2 separate regions of the Sus scrofa genome follow, and region 1 is linked to region 2. Evidence: chromatin contacts called from public promoter capture Hi-C data. All regions are on one chromosome and are shown on one strand. The core of a region is the stretch at or near the end of the contact, and the rest is flanking DNA. Distances in the headings are between cores, read along the strand shown. Region 1 holds the start of ACSL3 (acyl-CoA synthetase long-chain family member 3). Region 2 holds the start of WDFY1 (WD repeat and FYVE domain containing 1).

The links. Promoter capture Hi-C pulls out the DNA fragments that hold promoters and counts their contacts.
Region 1: a contact with region 2 is called in a promoter capture Hi-C map of fetal liver, with 2.9 times the contacts expected there. The contact joins the promoter of ACSL3 here to the promoter of WDFY1 in region 2. A contact is called at or near these places in 2 of 5 promoter capture datasets (fetal liver and liver) and 1 of 2 datasets of contacts at active chromatin or transcription factors (skeletal muscle).

What each region holds. Positions count from the first base shown.
Region 1 is chr15:124,739,853-124,744,089 of Sscrofa11.1, forward strand. ACSL3 (acyl-CoA synthetase long-chain family member 3) reads left to right here and starts at 2,162. Exons shown (of 16, transcript NM_001143698.1): 1 at 2,162-2,282.
Region 2 is chr15:125,717,628-125,721,649 of Sscrofa11.1, forward strand. It overlaps WDFY1 (WD repeat and FYVE domain containing 1), which reads right to left and starts at 2,560. Exons shown (of 12, transcript NM_001243647.1): 1 at 2,370-2,560. The coding sequence starts at 2,506.

The sequences.
Region 1 (4,237 bases), core at 912-3,411, 980 kb before region 2:
GAACTGTAAAAGAAAATGCTGGATGTTGTCATTCAGTTGGCCAATACAGATTCTGAAATGAATTTTTCTTTTTTCTTTTTCTTTTTGTCTTTTTGTCATTTCTTAGGCTGCTCCCGCGGCATATGGAGGTTCCCAGGCTAGGGGTCTAATTGGAGCTGTAGCCGCCGGCCTACACCACAGCCACAGCAACGTGTCTGCAACCTATACCACAGCTCACAGCAACGCCGGATCCTTTACCCACTGAGCAAGGTCAGGGATCTAACCTGCAACCTCATGGTTCCTATTTGGATTTGTTAACCACTGAGCCACGACAGGAACTCCCTGAATTGATTTTTCTAAAAAGAAGGAAAATGCAGCCAAATTCTAAAATTCTCTCAAAAGCTCTAAGTAAAAATAAAAATGTACTGAAAGCCCATCTAAAAGAAAAGCAACTGTGCATGTATTATTTTATTTTAAAAATAAAACATGTTAGAGACTGGAAATATTACATTTCTGTTTATCCTAAGCAAATAAGATGAGAATTTAGAATTTTAATTCCAAAGAATATTTTCTTTTACAAATCTCTCTCTCTCCCTCTCTCTCACACCCACACAAACACACAAACATGGAAAGGGATAATGAAGAAAGATGTTAAGGTGTTGCTGGAATTCTACTAGTCTGCTTCACACTTATTGACGGAAAAAAAAGTTCCTCCTTTGGAAACTACATATTTTGCTAGAGGCTTTTCTTGGTTCTGGAACAACCACTTTTAAGGTATACTTCCTTTTGCATGCAGAATGGTGGCAATCTTTTCAGATAAGAAATTCTGCATTCCATTTATCTTCAGGGTGTATCTTTTGATAGCATTTCCTCAGATTAGGAGCAATGGAACCTCCTTTCTTAGTAGAAGATCAGGTTGCCTGAGTATCCTTTTTTTAGCAAGGTAAATTGGCCTGGGGCCCGAGGTGAGTGAGCCTTCTTTGCTCTCAGCCTCATCACTCCACCTAGCTCAAGTTGAGGCGGCATCACTGATTTTGAGATTTTCTTGAGAAGCAAGCTCCTGCTTTAGCCTGCGGTTGGCTCGTGAACGTCACCTTTCACCTACTTAAACACAAGTTTTGCATCGCGGGGAGGTTTACTATTCAAACAGCCATTTCTAGCGCCTTCATCACTTCAAAACCAAACCAAACCCTCTAAATGTTTTATTTCCTGTGGTATCATATCTGACTTAACGTTATAACTTCGTTCACTAATTCGTTGGATTTAAAAAAAAACCCCCTTCATCCCACTCCTATTTGTTTAATGAAAGTCAACTTTCTTATTGTGCACTGTAGCTATTGTTTAAGTCATTTGTGTTTTGGTTTGTTTGCTAATGGGAAGGCAGTCTACCTGTGTTCCGTGTCTTTTGTTTTTCCTTCCGTATTGTCTAACGTGGGATATAATGGCAACCTCCTTAAAATGCAGGAACACTTCTAGCTTCATAAGAAAAACATCCAAAGACGATAATTTGGGGTAAACTTTGTCCTTTGAAAAATATCAATCTTTTATAAATAGTGCACTGAGGGGAGAAGGGTTATTTGCAGGGTTCAGAGAAGTCAAAACAGGAGAAATAATAAACATGGTACATGGCTAGAATTTTTGAGCCCCTCTCGCTTCAGCCATTTCCAAAAATCATTTTATTTTAATAATTTGACAAATTTGTTCAAGAACAAAACAAGTAAACACGTTAAGAATGAAAATAATATGCGCATTTCCCTCTGATCTATATTAAGATTTATGCATTAGAGTAATAACTGTGTTTGTAAATCTTTTGGGGGCGGGGGGGTCGGAGTCTTTTTCTCCAGGAACGGCCTCCGCTGTAGACCCGGTCGGACCCTCCCCTCCTCCGCCAGCTTCCCGGCCGCGCAGCCCGGCTCCCCTCCCCCTGCAGCTGTGGTCCCATTCCTCCCCGCCGACGGCTCCCCGCCCCGCGCCGGCTGCGGCTGGGTCCCGTCCGCCGCTGCTCCGTGGAATGACCTGTAGTAACCCCGCCCCGCCCCCGGCCGCCCGCGCCGCGCTCCCGGCCGGAATTCGATAGGCCCAGCCCCGCACGCGCCACCGCCGCCGGGCCAATGGGCGGCGGTCTCTCTGCATATGCAACGAGCGCCGGCCGGGGGAGTGCGTCCCGGGCGGTTCGGCTCAACAGACGCTGGTCTGCCGGCGCCGGGGAGCGGAGCCGTGCCAGTCGCCGCGGACAGAGCTGGGACGACTGGGAGGAGTAGGAGGCGGCGGCTGCGGCTGCGGCGCCGGACCAGGCAGCAGAGGTACGCCCCCTTGCAGCGCGACTGCGGCGGCGGCTGCGTCAGGGTCCCCAGGAGGCGGCTCGGGGAGTGAATGCTCTGGGGGTGCAACCAGGCCTTCGTGGGCCGGAGTCGGGAGGAACCCGGGCCCCGGCGTTGCGGTGAGTGCGGCGCCGGTTGTGGGGAGCAGCGGAGCTTGGTTGGCGGCTTGGCCTCAGCGTGCGACCGAGCTGGGCCCGAGGGCGGCGGTGTTTTGGGGGAGGGACGCTGCCGGCCTGCTCGCCCCCCGGTCCCCGACGTAGCCGCCGATCCCGGCGCCGGGGGTGTGCGCGCCGGAGGTGCGGGCTCCCCCCGCGACGTGGGGAGAAGCAGCCGGGCCGGGTGGGAGGCGCCGCTGTGGGATCCGGGAAGCGGCTGAGGTGGGGCTCGGGCCGAAGGGCCCACGTGAACTGGGGGACCGCAGCGGAGCGGCCGCGCAGCCCGGGGGAGGAAGGACACACGGGGTCCCTCCCGGCGTTCCGGGGGCGGGGTGGGGTGGGAGGTTGGCTGCTTTCACTAGCTCGGCTCTGAATGTAGTCCCTGGGAGCGGAGAAACTGAGCCGCACAGGGGGGCGGGGGGCTTTGCTGCAGTGCGTGAGGAGAAATTGGAGGTGTGAGATGCGTCGACTTTGGTGGTATTTGTTCTGGCCGCAGTCGGTTCTGATGGGGCTGGGATTAATACTGTTGTTTCGGGGTTGGAGTTGAAAGTTTACCTTTCCCCAGGTGCATTTTAATTATACACTAGTTAGGGAATGTGCAATACCGAGCGACTGCTTACTGCCAGCAATCCAGTGAGGCTGAGATGATCAGACCCGTTTCACAGATGAGGAACCCGAGGCCCAGAGACATAGAACTCGTTTGTCTAGGCTGCATTTAGAAAATGTGCTCTAAGCTATTGTGTATCGGGCCCTTCAAAAATAGATAGGGCATAACGATGTCTTTGAAATTATTTGAAGGCTAGAGAGGGGCTAGGCTTCGTGTAAGTCATTATAGCTGAATAAAATGACAAACAGCTGACGCTTATTGAGCCTTTATTAACATTCCAGGCTTTGTGCTAAGAGCTTTATGCATAGTATCTCTAAAACTGTTAACATCCTTCTAGGGATCATTTTACAGCAGGAGAAACTGCCATTTGGGCCTAACTTTCCCCCAGATCAGAACAAGAAAGAAAAGCTGGGATTCAGACCCACCTGTCTGAAAATGCAGAGCTCTCACATCTAAGCACTATATTATGCTGCCTCTCCTCGGTAGCTGGCTGAAGTTGTCACACAGTGGATTTTTGTTTGGCTGCCAGGAGAGCTGTAGTTTGATGATACCTTCTTTTTTTTTTTTTTAGGTGCAACTATTTATTTATTTTATTATTATTTTTATTACTCAATGAATTGATAATACCTTCTGTTTATGATCATCCCAACTTTTTGGTTTCCCCAGATGAGTTCCAAGGGTTGAAGGGTGCCACAGGATGCTGCTGAGTTGTTCCTGAAAGTGTATTAGAAGGTTATTTCAGGGAAGAGGTGTTGTGACATGAGAGTCCGTTGCACAGAGTTTGTTTTTTTCTTTTGTGTTCTGGCACCTTCCAGTGCAGTTCTCATCCTTAGGGATGAGTAAGGCTTCTCTAGTCACTCTGGCATTTTCTTTTTAGACTTTTCTTGGTTTCTCCTTTCTATAAAAAGAGTTGGGTTGGTTCTGTAGGATGGCAGTGTTGAGTGTGGAGCAGATGTGAGGGTTATGGTGGCAAGGCACCTAGCATCTTTGGGTCTCAGTTACTGGGTTTGTAAGACATTTGCACTGAATGATTTAAACCTGAAATATTCTGTGAGTTGTGTTCTCCTTGAAGGAAAGATGGAAGGATGGACAGGTTATGAGGGGAAAATCAATCCCTGTTTGGTTTGGGGAGTCAGATCTTAAAGCCCTGAGCTTTTTCTCATTGCTCCTCTGCT
Region 2 (4,022 bases), core at 1,310-3,809:
GTCCTTTCCCTCTGCCTGGACCAGCATCACACAGACCACTCCTCTCTCCACCAACATCTCCTCCAGGAGGCTTTCCTTGAAACTCAGCCCTCGCCCAAGGATCCACCTTCCACTGTGTCTCCCCAGCACCTGAAAAGCTGAAAGCACAGAGCCATCTCTTCTTCACTACACCATCCAGCCCTTTGGAAACAGCAATTGCAGCATCAGTTTTTTCTACCCACAGGTCAGGAACGGGCCCGGCACATAATAAATGTCTAACAAACGTTTGTTTGATGAATAAGAGTGGTCAGTGTTCTGTTTCCTCAACAGGCTGGTTCCACAAGGTCAGGAGCCATTAAAATTAATGAATCAGAAGGTATATAAAGGCAGGTGCTGTGACTTTTGATCCCTGTTGTATCTCTAGGGCCTGGCACTCAATATGCACAGCATCTCTAAATACATAAACAAGTGAGTAAATAAATGAAGACTATGATGCATGTTTATGACAATGTAAAAACCACCACATCCAACATCAACCAAAAAAATCCTTAACCACATGCTTTCATACATCTCATAAAGGGCAGCACCAGCTGAAAAGTGTGTCCTACCTTCCAGGAAGTTCTATGGGCCTGAAACACAAATTAGAAACCCAAAGCCCCAACCTTCATGGATCCAGTCATCTGCCAGGCCCTGCTGTGCCCCAGGGGAAAAAAAATGAGCTGATCTAAGGCTCCCCCAGAACATTTCAGTCCCAGAGCAGCCAAGTAATCACTTTCCATAAAACATTTCTCAGCACTGCTCCTGGCCAGTAATCTTAAATATTCAGCAATTTACCCAACATGCATGAGTCATGAATAAAATACTTTACTGAATAAAGACAGCTAAGATGTATAAAGTGTTGTCTGCATCTACGTGCAAACTATATCATGCAAATATAATTACTCTGTCCTTGGCCTGTTTTTACATTCCCCTCTCTCCCCCTCCCTTCCTGGAGACACACCCACACCTAGGTCATACCAATTACCCCCCACCTGGTCTGAGGTCAGCTACCTGTAAATTGCCCGCTCACAATAAACTCCCTCAAAATCCAAATACAAAGGTCAAGGAGGCATTGGGAGCTTCAGGATTCTCTTCCCATTCAGGATAGGCTCTCAAAGCCACAGGACTTCAAAACACAGGTTACAGAAAGGCTAGATTATGCCTCAGCCTTAAGAGAACATCAGTACCTTCCTTCTTCCAGAAAGCCCTCCCACTTTTGCAGTATCACCGCTGAAGATCACTCATTGTAGCAAAGAAAGTTTCACCCAACGACATCAGTCATTTCCTCTAAATTCCTACAGTAAAGTCATTAACCTTTTAAATTTTTCGGATTTAAAAAATGCTACAGTTTTAAAACAAATAATCTCTGGCAGAGTCTTGGGAAGACCAGAGAGAGCTGGACTGGGGAGTCCTGGGGTGCATTTCTGGCTTCCGTGTCTCTGTGCCTCTCCATGGGCTCCAGTTCCCTCTTGAGTAGAATGGCAAAATCGAATCAGATCAGTTTCCCAAAGTGTGGTAGGCACGACATCTTGTTATAAGATAGAGCTGACTTTTGAGTGCAGACAGACGTTTTAGCTATTAGTTTAACTTTTTATGGCAAGCGATAACTGCTTTTCCATTAATGGTGGAAACCGCAAACATCCTTAAAAAATAAAACTCTTTTACCATTTTTTCCATGAGTCACTTTAAAAAAAAAATTGTAAATAAGAATTCAGGTGGTTCGAGCAGCTGGGGAAAAATAACTGATCTTGGGACCTGGCGTTGCTCGAAAGGGAGGTGTAAACCTCAGCGTGGAGCAAACAGAAGTGTGTGAAAGCTCTGGAGATTTACTGCAAGAAAGGCATCCCCAGCACTCGGTCCCGCGGTAACCCGCCAGCAGTCCCGGCTCCCAGAGCAGGCGGCTAGGAACTGACCGCGGAGGGGATGCTTCCAGCTCTAGGCGAAATCCCACAAAGGAGAGTCGGGAGCGGGGGCCCAGGGATAGAAAGGTACAGAGGGGGTCCAGAACTGGAGCGACACAGCGGAGACCAGGGTAGCGAGAAGGCGGAGCGCAGTGGACGGGGTGGGACAGGTGTCCCGGGCTGGAGCTGCGAAGCAAGGACCTGAGTACCAGGCTGCAGGAGCGAGACCGGGGTCGAGACTGGAGGACCCACGAGCGGGAACCCGGGGCGGGGGGGAAAGGGTCCCAGTGGCCAGAAGAGCCGAAAGGGGCGACAGGCCGCGGGACAAGGGGGCCGTGGACGCCCCCACGCGGAGAGGGAGGAAGCGGCCGCCTCCACGGTCGGTAGCCAGCGGCAGTCCCGGCCACCCCCCGTGGCGCCTCGGCCCCGCGCACGACCCGCCGGCCCTACCTGTCCTCGCTGGCAGTGATCACGCCGTCCTCCTTGGGGATAAGCTGCGCGGCCGTGACAGCGTCCTGGTGCCCCTCGATCTTGCTCAGCAGCACCGGGCGGCTGCTCTGTGGCCTGGAGTGGATCTCGGCCGCCATGTTCGCGCGGCAGCGGCGGCTGCGGCCTCCGCGGCGAGCGGCCCATCAGCTGACGGCCGGGCGGGCGGGGACGCGCGGGTTCCGCTTCGGCTCCCCGGGCCGCGTGGGGGCCGCGCCGCCGTAAGCTCCCGAGTGCTGCCGCCGCTCCCGTATTGGCTGAGGTAGCCGCGCAGCTAAAATTACGTGGCTGGGAGAGAGGCCTGTTAGAGGCTCTCGCGAGAAGTGGAGAAAGTTACACAGCTTGGAAAGTGAGGTCATTCACTCAGGAATGGGTTGAACGGTTAGTGACAAAGAGTAATTGTCACCCAAACGGAGCCTTTCGAAAAGAATGATACTACATTATATCCATTCTAAGAAGCCTTTGGACCACACCTCCGTTTCAGACGAATGGAAGTGTGAAAAAATAAAGTGCAATTTGGAATCTTTGAAAGACACTCTTTGGTGACTATACACCGAGAGCTAGTCTAATTTTACATGGGTTATCTCAATACTGATAACAATCTTAAGAGGTGGAGAGATAAGTGCTCCCTTAGTCTCATTTTGGAGATGAGAAAACTGAACCACAGACAAGTGGAATCACTTGCTTAAGGTCACAAGGCTACAAGGAGAAAAGCAGACCTTGACCTTGACCTTGACCTGGCCTGGCACTGAGCTGGCTAAGTGCCCACAGCTTTTTCCTGTGGAACGCAGGTGTTACGGAACTGAATTTGGGTCCGTTAGCCTGGAGCACCACAAAACCAATCCACTGACACCAGGTTGTGGTGAAGGAAAGTACAGCATTTACTGGCTGAACACCAAGCCAGAAGATCAGCCAGCTCAGGTTCAAAAGACCCAAACTCCTCAATGGCTTTCAGGGAAGGATTTTTAAAGGCAACATTTGATGTGAGGGTTGCAGCTTGTGGACTTTCTTCAGATTGGTTGGTGGTGAGGTAACGGGTTATGTTTCAGCATCATCAGTCTTCTGGTTCCAGCTGGTCTGCCGCTGTTGGTCAGCCTGTAGTCACCATCTTCCACATGGGTGAGGAGGTCTTTGTTTCTGCAGAACAACTCCAAGATATGCCTCAGATAGCTCTGTCTACCCTTGAGGATGGCAGTCCGTCACTAGGCTATTATTTCACCTATCATTACTTTTCTTGCTTGACTGCTTTGCCTTTCTTTCTGCATTCCCTCACTTCCCTAATTAGTAACCAAGTCTACTCTTTGGAACTCAGGAAAGGTTTAGGAGATTAAAGCCTTTTTCTACAAATAAGAAATGGGGGACATGGAGGGGCCCTACTTTTCCTTGCTACTCCTCAATCCTGAAGGGAATGGGGGCAAGGAAGGGAAGAAAGTTTTAGATACAGAGGTTACTCATAAACTTTGCAAGGGAACTAGATTTAGGGGGGGATTTGGTTCCATAAACATCAGATAAGGCCACTTCATATGCATATCTAAACCCAGCCAAAATATAAACATTGTTTAAACCACAAAAGTGACCAAACCTCCCCCATCCTGGCTGATATGAATGGATCCTGTT